Regions from separate parts of the Capsicum annuum genome. Here region 2 is linked to region 1. A link is a contact called in public Hi-C data. All regions are on one chromosome and are shown on one strand. The core of a region is the stretch at or near the end of the contact, and the rest is flanking DNA. Distances in the headings are between cores, read along the strand shown.

Region 1 (7,662 bases), core at 1,391-3,890:
AAGGGCTAGATACTGGACTAGATGAGATTGGACTCAACCCTCTTGTTACATCAGCATACAACTCGTATTGAGTCTACTATACTAAGGATAGAGCTTAGTCAGCAACACACTAACCAACATACACCTAGGGTCCCTAGACCTGTACCCACACCATACAACTCGTATAGTGAGTCGTTACAAGGACAGTGAATTCAAAACTCAGGAAATTTCCAAGGATCGAAACCTAAGGTGTTTCTGTATGTGCCACTTAAAGGGCGTAGGTGATCTAAGTAGGTGTCAGAACTTGAAGGCCAGGGGCTTATAAGCAGGAAATAGAACTCTGTCACTTACTAAGGACACCTAATTTTTCTGGATCATTTTGAAATTATTTTCTAGGGTTTCCATGTAACCTACATACACTCCTATGATGTTTTTAGTCCTTATTATGTATGTTTAGTAGAGTTTTCCTATTTTATTTAGGATTTAATTTCTAGGATTTCTCATAATCTATAAATACCCTTTAGTCCCTTTTTAGTAGATATATGCTGGAGAGACTAAGAGAGGCCCTTTGGGGATAAGTTTACATCATTCAAAACTTCTTTTAATTTGAGGACTATCTTGTAATCTTGAGATCTTATTATAACTTCACAGACATCCTAAGAAACTTTAACTCTAGCTCTGATACCATGTTTTTCATGACTCGAGACTACCCTTAATCATAACATGGTGCTTAGAACTATAAGAGATCACATACTAAACCGTAGTACTGACATAATACATGAGCAATTGACTAAAACATAAATAAGGGCTAAATTGACTGAGTGAAAGTATAATCATGGAATAAACTTGATTAATACATCTACTATTAGAAAGTTTATTTACAACCTCTATGATCTAAAAAAAAATTAATACGACAAATCTAGCAAATTATCTATGAAGCCTCTATTAATACCGACTATAAGAAGCCGAGACGTAGCCCCCCAACTATCCCTAATCAATACATATGAATACAAATGAAATAATGGATCTACAACTGACTTGAGTCCTAAAAATAAGAGAACTTATCACCTGCTGGCTGGATGCTGTGATTTGCCTTACTAGGATCCTGATAGTAAGCACCTGAATCTACATCACATAAAAAATATAGACAAAAGAAGTATGCAATAAGTATTTTTGAATGTACTGAATATGTGAGATATCCACTAGTCATGAAAACACTAAAACTTGCTTTAAATTGAGGATATAAACCATTTACTAAAATAAGTACTTAAAATATGTTTATATGTAAAACCTGCGAGGCATAGTAAATAGTAAAATCTCTGAATCATTAGCTAAAATATTTCTCAAAATTGAAAAGATGTAGAAGCATAAATATTTTATATGATTTAAAACTGGTGTTGAACATGTTATAAAGTTGTACTGAATGCTAACTGAATGCAAAGAAGCTGAACTGAAGTACAATGACCCTATATGAAATACACAAATACTAATATGCAATGATAAGCTGAAAAGTCATAGTTAAAAGCAAGGAAAGTTGAATTGAGGGTCATGTACAAATACTAGTCTGAAACTGTGGGATATGAATTGATGCAATGACCAAGTCAATAAACATGTATGCAATACTGTACTGAATAAACTGAATACAAGATCATGCAATAATTGAGTTTGAACCATGAGAGTTACTGTTAACCGACATATAACCATGTGAGCTAAACATGGAGTTCGACGTATAATCCTCATAAAAAAGGATCCAATATACCTTGTCAGAGTATAAAGGTTGATTTGATATGGTACCACTAAACTGATGTCCAAAAGAACTAAGATGTCAAGTCTGGTCTGATTGATAACCTCTTATAACCTACGTTAGCACCATAGTTCTAGGACTTAGGGACATTTACTAAAGGTCTCAGCTTAACTGACGGGTGAGCCTTCATCCATTCATTCGCTCCTTCATCCATTCATTCGCTCGGTACTAAGTACTACTTCCAACTGAATATAAGTTGATATAATGAATAACTCCATAATACTGAAGTACTGAGACTTAAGTATTAGCGCTTTATCTAAAAGCATTCTAAATCATGAAAATTGAAGGACTGAGTATTCAACTGACAATACATGATATCCTAAGTCATCATGTGTTCATAACCCACTTTCTCTGAAGAATGCAACTAATAATGACAATTTATTAATTGGAAGAAAAAAGAAAAATTTTATAGCACAAGTCCAAAATACTGAATATCAATATACTAAGGATTCTTAAAATGAAAAGTCTGTAAAGATAATAAATTTCATGAAAAAAATGGCATGTCAACTAATATAGACTGAAATCCACATGCATAGTTCATTCTAAATGAGGTTGAAATCTATTAAAAATGCGTAATTCTTCACGTATTAAAATAATTGAGTTAAATCCATGAATCATGCATAATCATTTTGAATGGGAACCATAATAATAAAATAACGTGAGTGAATAAAATTTCAAGAATTTAGAATAATTGGGTATTAACTCTAGATCACGAGTTCATAGAAATCATTGCAAAAAATCATATTTTAAAACTAGCTTTGGACATAAAGGTGAAAGGAATCCCTTATTGAATATATGCATACCTGATTATGAAGCTTTTTGATCGAAGAACTTGGTGGAAACTTGACTTTTCTTGAGCTTGAGGAGAAAATCAAATGTTATTGCCTTGAGAGAATTTTGGCAGAGTTTGGGAGCTTGGTCATTGTTATGAGGGAGAAAACAGAATAATAATAGGATATCATGCCTCAAAATATCCTAAAATGACTTGATATTGGGCTAAAAATCTTGAAAAATGACCAAAAAAACCTTTAGTAAACATAAAAAAAAGTTGTTGAAAAATTGCACCAGGATTCGTGTGTTGGACCACATATGGATCGGGTCCCAGTCACATGGTTCGTATGACAGCTTGTATGTTTGGACAACCTGATAGTACTTTACTAAAATGGTCATAACCTTTTACTCCGATATCGGGTTAAGATAAAATTAGATGTGTTGGAAAGAAGATTCAAGGAGATTTTTTTGGTGGATCTTGAGATTCAGAATTTCTAATATTCTATAAGTAAAACTCATTTGAAGTTGACTATAGAGAGATCCTACACAAAAAGTCAATCAGTAAGGAAGTTTTCAACTTGGCCATGAGCTAGGAACTATTTGTGGCCTTAATTCATGTCTAAATCACTCATCATACTACCAAATTACTATTTCTGATTGTATATATGCTTGAAGAATGATTCTAATATTATAGCTTGAATTTTAAAGATATTAGTCTTGTTGCCTAAAAAATACATTGTTCAGTGTTTGACAAATATGAGACCGATTATTTCAAGTAATTTTCTTATCAAGGTGATATCTATAGAGCTTCATAATAGACTTGAGACACATCTTCCTATGCCGATTTTAATAAAACCAATCTGGTTTTGTAAAAGGAAGAAACTTCACTCAAAATGTCCTTTGGTATCAAGAAATCATTACTGACATTAGAAACAGGGCCAATTATGCTAATGTAGTGATAAAACTTGACATGGCTAAAAAAATACGATATAGTGGATTGCTGGAAAAATGGGTTTTGATCACAAAGTAGTAGATATGATCTGGAGGCTGGTGGTTAATAACTAGTATTTAACTTTTATAAATGTTCAATTCTATGGTTTCTTTCATTCTATAAGAGGTATGAAACTAGAAGATTCTTTATCCCCTATACTGTTTATCTTATTTGCAGAAGTGATTGCTAGAGCATTGAACTCTTTATTTAATAAGAAGGACCTCAAGGGCTTTGGAAAGCCAAAATGAAGTGACAAAATTAACCATCTAGCTTATGCAAATGACACTATTTTATTTGTGTCAGCCGATAAGATATCTTTGCAATTGGTGATGGGTACATTGGAGGAATATGAACAATAGTCAGGGCAGAAGATTAATAAATAAAAAAGTTCTTTTAATATCCATGATAAAACAACAAATGCTATCACTCAGGAAGTGGAAGACCGGTCATGCAATAAAGAGGAAAATAAATTTTTCAGAGCTGATCTAAAAGGTAAATAATAAGCTTCAGTCTTGGAAAGAGAGAATTTATCTTTTGGAGATAAATCTGTATTGATCAATAATATGTTAAATACAATCCGTATATACCTATTGTCTGTAGTAATTCCTCCTAAATGTGTCATCCCTAATTTACATAGATTTTTTTCAAGATTTATATGAAGTTTCAAGAAGGTAGGCAAAAACAAGCGTTGGGTTTCTTGGACTGATATTTGCAGGCAAACGATGAATGTGGACTTGGATTTAGGTCACTAATTGATAATTTTAAAGTTTTATTTGCCAAACTGTGATGGATTTTCAGAACATAGAAATCCACATGGACTATATTCATGTGGAACAAATATTAAAAAAGGTATACACCTCAGGTGGTTGAATGTAGAGAGGGTTCACAAACATGGAAATATATAATTGGATCCAAAGTTATGTTGATCAAGAGATATGGTGGGAACCTACGTGTAGACATTCTAATATTTGGAATGATAATTGGACAAACTTGGGGCACTACATCGCTACTTACCAATCACTAGTTCTGATGTTCATCAAGCAGAAAATGTGAACCAATTATTCGATGAAGGAAGATGGAACACTCGTTTTCTAGAAGAATTATTTCCAAAAGAGATATGCAATCATGTGCTACATTATTTGATGGTAGAATAAGTTTCAGAGGACAGGGACATACCTAGGTAGATTCTCAACTCCTCAAGGAAATTCACTGTTAAATCGGCTTGGGATATAGTGAGACAACAAGAAGAGGTACAAGAATATTTCAAACAATTATGGATAAACTTGGGTCAAAATTTGATGTTTGGGAGAAAAAAATTCAAAACTCAAAAGCCAGGCATAAAGAGATGCCTTTTAAAGTATCCTTTTTCTCTGTGGAAATTATGGAAGAAAAGAGTTCCCATAAGGGAAGTACTAGTAAGATCAGGGTTTTTGAGGAGGTGATATGCAAATGTTATGAAGAAATGTTCATGAATCTATTAAGCACTTATTCATTATATGTTACCTAGCTAACAAAATGTGGTGCAGCTTCGCAGCTGCAGCTGGAGTTAATGGCCCTTTTTTGTAACTTAGGGATTCAGTTATGAAGTGGTGGAAAGCTTATAGAGCTTCAAAGCTCTAATTAGTTTTCAATACAGTTCCTATGTTCATAATTTGGCAGGTCTGGAAGAGAAGGAACATCACTATTTATCAGGAAAAGATGTCTTATGTGGGAATGGAGATCGAAGTAAATCAAAACCTAATTCTGCTGGCAAGGTATAATTATCCTTGATTGAAAAATTTACTAAAAAACTGGCCTGACTTGGTAAAGTTTCTTGAGGAGTATTCTACCACTTTAGTCTGTTGAATTGTGATTTGGAATTCTCCCATTTTAGGAAATTTCAAATGCAACTTTGATGGTTCATCCATAGGAAACCTAGGCCCTACTTCAGGGGCTTTTTGTATTAGAAAAAGAGAAGAAGATTTTATATATGCTAAAGTTAGGAGGCTGTGGCGATGGGACTAATCTAATGGCAGAAGTGGTGGCATTAAGACTAGGCCTGGAATATTGTGTTGATCATAATCTTCTTACTCTAACACGAGACTGGATCTTTTAGTCTAAAGAAGATAATAGATGGGAAGTTCCCCGGTGAGCTAGTGTATTGCTATGGAAATCAAGAGAATAAGAATGGTGATGTTTGAAACAGATGTGATGGTGCACACTCTCAGAGAAGGAAATAAACTGACTGATTTTTTTACTAACCATGCTTTCTGTTTTGCAGGCACACAAAGATTAAAATACTAAACATTATAGGAAAGACCAACAGAAGTAAGAGGCTATTAACATTGAGAAAGCTAAATTGCTTAATTTCAGGATAAGAAGATATCAAAAATGGTGAATATAACAGTCATGAAAATAATTAAGGATGGTATCACATAACCAATCTGTGGAACAACTATTATATGACCAATACACAACAGTTAGCACAATAATGGAACCAGTACAACAAAGACATTGTATGGATATAACAACGGAAAAATAAATAACCTATCATCCCTGGCGTTCAAAATAGTGGCATCAACTTTTAATTAAGATCATTCTATGGGATAAATTGGAGGATGGGTAAATATCTCACTGGAACATGAAAAAGAAATCGATTAGGGGCAACAACATGGTAAAGACGAATAGAATTGACAAGTCAGAGTACCTAATTGGGGAATATCCGTATCGAGGCTATCAAAAGGTAAAACAACAATATATGTAACTTATCTGGACAAGCATGCCAAAAGTTGAGCTACAAACATCAAGGTGGGAGGATTTTATGTTGCATCAGTTACTTCAAGGACTGTAAGAGTGTAAAAACTTCAAAATAAAACCTTGAACTCACCAGATCTTCCCCTATTAAGTTGAAAAAGTCTTTATTGAGCTGGTTTTCATGGAATTTGTAAGAATTTTGAATGTCTCATGTGAAAAACCCTCAACTCAACAATTTTCAAGTCTGATTTTAAATAATTCGAGGTTGAAAATGGAGTTTTTATTCCGAATCCACCTTTATTTCATTACAAGAAGGGTCGAATCAAAATGGCGGATCATTAGGTTTGATTTGTGTGAGAAAGAAAAAGATGAAGAAGAAGATACACTTTTTCTCTTTGCGGATGTCCAGACATTTCACGTCTTAGAATTGTAAACTAGCTTAGCTTTTGTTTGTTTTTGTTATTATTGATTTTGGGCCTATCAAGCCCATAAGACTTTTTATTTTTAATAAAGGCCCATGTGGCCATTTTGATTAAAACAAGACCAGATATTGACAGTATGTACTTCAAATATTGGCAAAACATATCGTCAACCCCCTAAGGTTGACGCTAACTTTCACTTAGATACTTTAACTATACATTTTTCATTTTAAACACCTCATGCAGGCTTCCATTATGTCATTTTGATACCTTTTTAATAATTACCAAAATAAATTAGGAAAGTGTAATAAACCCACTAATGATGTGGCATGCAATGAATTAAATAATTACATGTGAAATTTTAATTTTTAAGAAAATTATTTTAATATCTTTTACTCCACCTCCCCCTTCCCTTCGAATCATATTCTCCAACATACCTAAAAAAAATTTAAACATCAAGGTGGGAAGATTTTATGTTGCATCAGTTACTTCAAGGACTGTAAGGGAGTAAAAGTTTCAAAATAGAACCATGAACTCACCAGATCTGCCACTATTGAGTTGAAAAAATCTTTAATGAAATGGTTTTCTTGGAACTAGTGAGAATTTTGAATGTCTTATGTGAAAAAACCTCAACTCAACAATTTCCAAGTCTGATTTTAAATGATTCGAGGTTGAAAATAGAGTTTTTATTCCGAATTCACCTTTATCTCATTACAAGAAGGGTCGAATAAAAATGGCAGATCATTAGGTTTGATTTGTGCAAGAAAGAAAAAGATGAAGAAGAAGATACACTTTTCTCTTTGTTGATGTCCAGACATTTCATGTCTGAGAATTGTAAATATCTAGCTTAGCTTTTATTTGTATTTGTTATTATTGATTTTGGGCCTGGATAGTATCAGGTCCATAAGACTTTTTATTAATAATAAAGGCCTATGTGGCCATTTTAATTAAAACAAGACCAGATA
Region 2 (7,662 bases), core at 3,591-6,090, 33 kb before region 1:
AAACCTTCTGTGATTAATATCTTTTAATGTACTTATTTCAGGGCTGGTTTAAAACACTTGAAGTTGGAGCGAGTTAAGAAGTTTGAATATTGCTTACCTTGTAAGTAAGATAACTCCAATAACTATGGAGATTTAACCCTTTATATGTTCCCTTGTGTCCATCATAAACTTAGGCTAAGTTTTCCCTTTATGCTGCTTTAGTTTCTTAAGTTAGTTGATTCTGTTTTAGTATCATGATAACTGAAGGGGTATATCTTTCTTTCAGATTTTTTCCTCTGTTAACTTACTTCCCTTCTCTTACATGGTTGTTCTGAAGCAGGTTAAAGGTCTTCTAGTTCATAACTACTTGAGATATTAACATGTAAAGATGGTTTCTGCCAAGCCTTACTCTTCAATTCTCATTTATAGAAGCAACAAGTTAGATGATTAGTTTCCTTATAAACTTGCTCAGAGAATATGCGGATCTCTGAGCTTGAAAGCCTTGCTGTTGACAGTTGCACTGGAGGCTAATTGAACTTTAAAATATAAATCAACAGTGGGGAAGAGGGGTTAGGTTAGCAAACTGCAAATCGGTCAATTATCTCATCTTTTCCTTCGTTCTGACATGGCACATCAGATTTGGAGCATGTTTCTTTGTATAAGGTGCATTAGGTAATGCATTATTCTGGTAAAATTGGCATGGCTTGGAAGTTGGAACTAACATTTCTAACTGGAGAACAAAAGTTTGGAATACTGATGTGGTTATACTTGTCTGGTCTCCCTTCTGGAATGGACTAAGATAGATCTCTAGCTGTTTGGAGAAGTCACTGTATCTGAAAGTCAGAAAATTTAAAAATTTAAAGTTATATTGTCTGTATGCTAGCACTGAATGTAATTTTGTTCTCTCTTTCCTTACAGATATGAAACTAAAATATGTAGTTATTAAATTTCCTTTCTGATTCCCTGATAATTTTTTCAGTTTTATATATATATTTGATCTGTTATATAACATAATTATCGTAAATTATTAAAAATATATTTCTTATATTTGTCAAAAATTATTTAATTGTATATTAATCATGTTAGTCTTCTATATGGGTCTTAACTATGTTTAAGAATATGATATCTGATATTTTTGTAAATTAGTTAAATTAAGCTTGATGTTTCAGTTTCATATATTTCGCTCTGCTGTTTCATTTGTTGTTGCACTTATAAACTGAGAGGATAGTCGGTCATCTTTGACTGTGGTGTACATCTTTTAATTGTTATAGTTATGTTTGGTGCTTTCATTTCTGTTAGAAGTCTCCATGACATTTATTTTCTTGGCAGATTTTTATCAGCCGTTTGCAGAAGATGAGTTTGAACAGAGCACCATTGTGCAGATCTTGTTTCCAACAGAACCGCCTGTAAGCTTTCAGATACTAGCAGAATAATACAGTGGCTACTCCAATACATTAAAAGGGATTGCTTGAGGATTATTTTTTGGCTTGAAATAGATATTAGATGGGTATAACATGAGCAATTTTGTATGCTAGATCTGTAAGTGGTTATATGAAAAGAAATACAGGGATATATGCATGGTCTTGACAATTTTCAGTTGAGTTCTTTTGGTCTCAGGTGTTTTGCGAGTTTGATTGGGAATTTGATGAGCCAGAGGTATACTTAACTCTTCTCTTTTTCTTCCCTGCCACCCCCTCTACTTTTTGGGTCCACCGTCTTTCCAAATGAAAATGAAAAGGCTGTTGGGATGTCCTGTAAACTATTTCCTATGTGGGTCCTCATATGTTGAAGCTGCTAAAGACATTTGACCACCAGCTTCTGATAACTTCTCTAATTTTTTGCATAATTATTTTCTTTTTTTGATTGGTAAGACTTCTCTATTTTTCTCTCCTAATATCCCAAATTCTTGCTGACTTGTTCATAAGAGGAAACTATTCCATATTTGTATGCTTGTTGCATCACTGCATTCCCTTTATTCTAATTTAGTAAACTGGAAGAACATCATAGATTTTTGCTGAGATTCCATATTTGTGAATTTGATTGGGTTTTGAGGTTTAAACATATTAAGTAGCTGATAAGATCCAATGATAGACACAAATTTTAACGTGAGACTTGCACATTTGCTGCTATCCCTTTAAATATGTCATCTCTATTGGTTTCTGACGTTGCTGTCTGTTTTCTGGTTGACTAAGGCACAGAAAGCACCATCCAGCAATTTCTTGAAATAAATTCCTTTTTTGTTGAACTATCACAAAGAATTTTTTTTCAGCACTATGAAAAGAACGTCCCACTACGAATTCCTATCCCATTAATAAAGTATAAACTACAAATAAATAATATATTCCAAGTTTAGACTTTTAAAGCATACACATTAAAAAAAATCCTTTGGCTTTGGACTTTTTGCTTTGATAGATCTTTCTTGTCAAATAAGTTTTACCTAACCCACTATGTCCTTTGTTTAATACCCATTTTTAGGAGAAACCAAATATGTCTCTTTTTGTTGTAATCTAGAATAAAAATGAAAAGAAGAAAATTGTCATAGGAAGCCACATTAGAATATTGTTTCCCTTTCCTAGACCTCACTCAGCCGAACTGACCAAGTGTTGTTTTTTCTCCCATATGGTTGCTATTTGTGATAATTTTCTTGTTATAAGACAAATTTAAGAAAGGATAGCATTTTTTATTCTTTTAGCAGCTTGAGTGAGAGGTTTATCTTGAATAGTCATCCTATAGGCTGCCATTTTCTTACCAAAGGCGTTTGGAGATTGCAGCGCAATTGTGTCAAGTTTAGGAGTGTTTAAGATTATAAACTTTGACGTGTGAACAAGCAGAACAATTAGTTTAAAGTATGCTGCAATCAAGTGTAAAATTGTTGTATAAGAAGTTGGTGTGAGTTCCATTTAAGGAGGAGAGAGGCAAAGCTTTCTACAAATTAGTTTTAAGTTGAATTGACTTAGTGAGATAAGAATTTTCATTTTACTAAAACTGTAAACTTTCCAGTATGAAGTAAAGAGGTAGATCAGCATTTCCTTTATTGGTTCAAGTCATGCAAGTTTTGCCAGTTTGAAGTCGCACTAATCTGTATATGCCTCTGTATTTTCAAACCATTCTACCATCTATTAACTTGAGTGATGAAATTTGTAGGAAATGGCAGACAAATTTATTGAGGCAGAGGAGTTGGCCGCAGATAAAAAAGATGAATTTGTGGTAATGTTACTTTGTGATATCAAATAACAAGTCTCATTATTCATCAATAAAATATATACCTTACTAAAAAATTATAAAATTTGTGTGTATCATCTTTATAATTCTAGGAATTTGTGAAGGAGAAAGTTAAAGAAGGAAAGAGGAGCAACCGAGAGGTATATTTTGAGAAATTTGTTGGAATCCTATTTTCCTTTTCCGTGGCAATGCTGATGGTTTGCAGCCCTAGTATCTTTTTTCATGTTATACTTGATTTGCTTATGATCATGACTCTAAATTTACTATGGTATAGGCTAGAGAAGCCAGGAAAAAGGCTATACAGGATATGAGTGAAGAAGCGAAAGCTGCATTTCAGAGTATGAAATTTTACAAATTTTATCCCGTGACCTCACCTGATGCTCCTGATGTATCTCAGGTCAAGGTAAGTATTGTGTTTGTAGTCTTAATTATCTTATATAGGACCCCCCCACCCACACACACAGACTGAGACTGACACACAGAGCGCATACACCCCCCAAAAGAAAAAAAAGGTACTAGCTATTTGATGTACTTTTATGATTAAACTGTTGATGTTGAAGAATTTAAGTTTATGTTCGAGTGTAACAATATTACAATGACATCTCATGTTTAATTGATATGTTAAATACTTAATATATGCTATTAAGTATGTGTTGGCAATAAAATTCATGGTTCTCACCTATTGCGTTTCTTTGCAGTCTTCATTCATAAACAGATACTACAGGAAGGCTCACAAAGTTTTCTGAATGATGCATCAGAGAGCATATTCAGAATGGGAAAATAACTGCTGTCTGAAACCATGTATTTTTGGAAGCCTACTTCAGAGCTGGATGATGGAATCATACTGTTCAGCTTAGTATGTGTTTTGCGGCAACCATTAGAGTTACAGAACTATTTAAGGATGTAGAAAGATCCATAGAGGCAAAATGTAACTTTTCCTCAATCCTATAGCTAGAGTGTTCAGTCAAAAATTTTGGCAATGAATTCTTGTCTGCATTGTGAAATTTTCATTTCATTTTGGATGCAAATGTAATCCTTAGTTAAGTTATCATGTGTATCCCTGCAGACATTATGAGCTGCAATTAGCAGTTGGTTCTTAGTTCGACTTGATCAGGTGAACTATGAATGTTTTTGCTTCAAATGGAAGAAGGGTATATCTGGTTTCCCCTCATGGAGTTATTTTTCTTCTGGTGTGATTTTATAAAATGAGCTTGACTGAATGCTGAAATATGAAGCATATAACTGCTCGCTTACTTTTGAGACTAGTGTTTACATCTTTAATGGGATGCAAAGTTTGTTTAGGCTGTGAAATCCTTATGGAACAGGAATATCCATGAAATAGTTGAACAGGTGAACTAGAAAGCAAAAAAGGTATCATACTGTGATAAAAAGCTTACTAGTAGATCTTTAACGAACACTGCAAAGATATACTTCTCTTTCCCATCCAAAATGAAATACAAATATGAGCTAGTAATATGGAGTACAGTGAAAGTTAAGAGGATTGAATGGTTGTTGGTGCTGTAATGGAGCATGTATCCGATTATCATAGTTTTGTTTGTTGTATCTCATAGGCAGAGCCGTAAAAATGGGCTTGGTCCTTGAGTCCGGTCTAATCCAGCCCACTATAAGGGTTGGGTTGTGATTTTTGAGCCCAATTAAAACTAGGGCTTATAAACTCAGCCCAAGTTAGCCCGTTGGCCCTTGAGGCTTGACTGAGGTTGAATTGGGCCGGCTCATGGGTCAAATACTATTTAATTTAAATTAAAAATATATGATTACTGTAAAAGAAAAAGTAATAACTAAGAATAGTAGTTATTGAATAAGTTTAATATCCTATAGAATATTTAACTTATTAAGTGTTAAAAACCTCAATTATCAAGTATAGATGTTTCATTTGTTATTGTTATTCAATTTAAACTTAAAATTAAAGAAAATTGTAAGTAAAAAAAATTAAAAATATAAATAGTAATTACTCAATAAATTTTACCTAGTATCTTATATAATATTTTATTCATTTAGCATTAAATGGCAAATATAAAATTTCTAATCATAAATATAAAAATTGCATTCACCATGAAATGTTCAAATACTTATTGCAGCTACTCGAAATCAATTGCACAACATTACCTAAACTCAAAGCAATAATATTTTTAAGTCAATTTTAAATATTATTAATTTTTGATATTTAACTTGTTGATATTGTTCAAGTTATTAAATTTGCATATGAATTTTGATGAATGTTGATGTTAATTAAGATAATGTAATCAATGAATTCAAATGTGTTTGATAATGTATTGGTGTTGAAAATATTATAAATCATCATACAATTATATACTTTATATAATAATATGTTAGAAGTGCGAATGGATTGCCATATCTATTAGTTCAAATATAGATTGAAAAAGAAAATCTAATAAAAAAATTGGTAAAATAAAGTGTAAACAACATAAATCCCCTACCTATTGAAACTAATTACATAAAATCCCTTCTAATTTTTCTCTCCTAAATTTTGCAAATATACTCATACATTTGGCTGCCTATCATATGTAGCTTGAATGTATGATAAAACAGTTAATCCTATATTTAAGGTAAGATGATAAAACATAATCTCCTACATTCATGCAAAGAGTGATCAGATAAAATCTTTCATTCCCTTAAATAAAGTTACTAATTACCTATAATTATGTTTTGTATGATTAAATAAAATAACCGAAATTTAAATTCAAAAAAACTCTTAAACATCATTGTTAGTTTTCCTCATTTTTAATGATGTTTTTGAAAAAATAAAATAAAATCCATCTTCGTCTTTCTTCAATTCTCGGAAAAAAATATGAACATCCCCATATTATTACGTCATTTCGAAATTTGGGAGTTGAAAATCATTTATCAATTCTATAAAAGTGATGCAATTATTATTTTAGAAAGTATTAACTTTTTGAAATTGATTGCTACGATCGCGATGGAATTAAATGTTGACGAAATTCATAAAAAAATGAAGCAAAATACACAACAATTTCACATCTATGAGGAAAACTTATACATGTAAAAAATAAACTGGAGTAATGTATAATGTCATACTACACATCTAAATTTTTCACCTTAAATATGTATGACCTATATATCTTGACAGAAGGTATAATGAAAATTTATACAAAAATAAGACATTCTAACAGTATAATACCACATAAAGCATAAAATGCATCTTATAAGGGCTTTTAATGTATCACATATTAAAATATATATCTTCAGGCTTATATTATACATTAGAATAAGTATAAGGGCAACTTGTACATTTTAAAAATAAACTGCAGTAATGTATAATGTCATATTACACATCTAAATTTTTCACTTTAAACATGTATGACCTATAAGCTTGACAGAAGGTATAATGAAAAATTATATAAAAATAAGACTTTTTAACTGTAAAATACAACATAAAACACAACTAATGTAATAAGAACTTCTAATGTATAACATATTGAAAATATATATCATTAGACTTATATTATACATTAGTCTTCCAAAATAACTAATGTATAATGCCTAATATATTATATCTTATACTTTCAAATAAAAACTTCAAGCATGTTTAATGTTACACCATACATATAAAATATTAACATTATACATTATTTATCTATAAACTTGTCAGAATGTATAATGTAACCTTATACAAAATTCATAGATTACAATTGTATAATTCGACTAAATATAAAAACAGCCTTTTCTATATATACAAAAACTTACATTATACATAAGTGTGTTAAATAAAGTAATGTATAATGTATAAAATCTACATCTTTGGACGCAATGACGAGTAATATTTTCCCATCGTAGCAAATTACTTATTCTTTTGAGTAGCCTCGGTGTACAAATTGCAGTTATCTTTACAACCACAAAGCTAGCCTGTTTCAACAAAAAACAAACATATAGTTAGACAAAATACTGAAACATATAAAATAGAATCTTTGAAACATAAAGTTAGATCCAAGAATATTGGAAGAATTTGATATTACAAAATCGTATCTTTGAAAGAGTATTAAAAAAATATAAAACAGAGCAAGACCATTGCTTTTTAGAAATAGAATAATATAAAAAAATATCAAATAATCAAATAATTAGGATTTAGATTCTTACAGAAGATTGAGTAAGTGATTTCGTTGATTCAATCGTTTGAATAAACACCGTTGTGCTCTGTTCACAAGATTTATTTTTCGTGGCATGTTTCCCCCGTTGTGCTCTGTTGTTGATGATGATGACCCAATTGAGATTTTTCGAAGCTTCTGATAGTTCGTCGCCATGTTTTTACCTTTGTTTTCTCAAATAAATCCATGACTTTTTGATTTGGTGAAGTTAAAAAAAGTAAAATAAAATTAATGAATGAAATCAATAAGTTCAATTAATGTTTGAAAACTTACAATGGTAAACTCTAAGTATGATTGCTTGATTTTAGGCATGAAA

Evidence for each region. A called contact is a pair of places that touch in the nucleus more often than the background predicts.
Region 2: a contact with region 1 is called in a Hi-C map of leaf, with 1.9 times the contacts expected there. The contact joins two enhancer-like sites. A contact is called at or near these places in 4 of 5 Hi-C or Micro-C datasets (bud, leaf and placenta).

What each region holds. Positions count from the first base shown.
Region 1 is chr12:56,652,244-56,659,905 of UCD10Xv1.1, reverse strand. It overlaps LOC107850406 (a long non-coding RNA gene), which reads right to left and starts at 7,230. Exons shown (of 2, transcript XR_007048642.1): 1 at 6,412-7,230; 2 at 816-1,104. Within about 2 kb of position 2,640, at least 2 of the 5 cell types and tissues checked have an H3K27ac peak or open chromatin away from gene starts, as enhancers often do. A contact at or near this core is called in leaf, where this site is marked.
Region 2 is chr12:56,687,314-56,694,975 of UCD10Xv1.1, reverse strand. LOC107850405 (protein HEAT INTOLERANT 4) reads left to right here. Exons shown (of 14, transcript XM_016694903.2): 8 at 42-100; 9 at 1,309-1,385; 10 at 1,597-1,635; 11 at 3,124-3,186; 12 at 3,294-3,341; 13 at 3,476-3,604; 14 at 3,900-4,372. The coding sequence ends at 3,947. Among protein-coding and RNA genes, the nearest start is that of LOC107850405, 15 kb to the left of the region's middle. Within about 2 kb of position 4,840, at least 2 of the 5 cell types and tissues checked have an H3K27ac peak or open chromatin away from gene starts, as enhancers often do. A contact at or near this core is called in leaf, where this site is marked.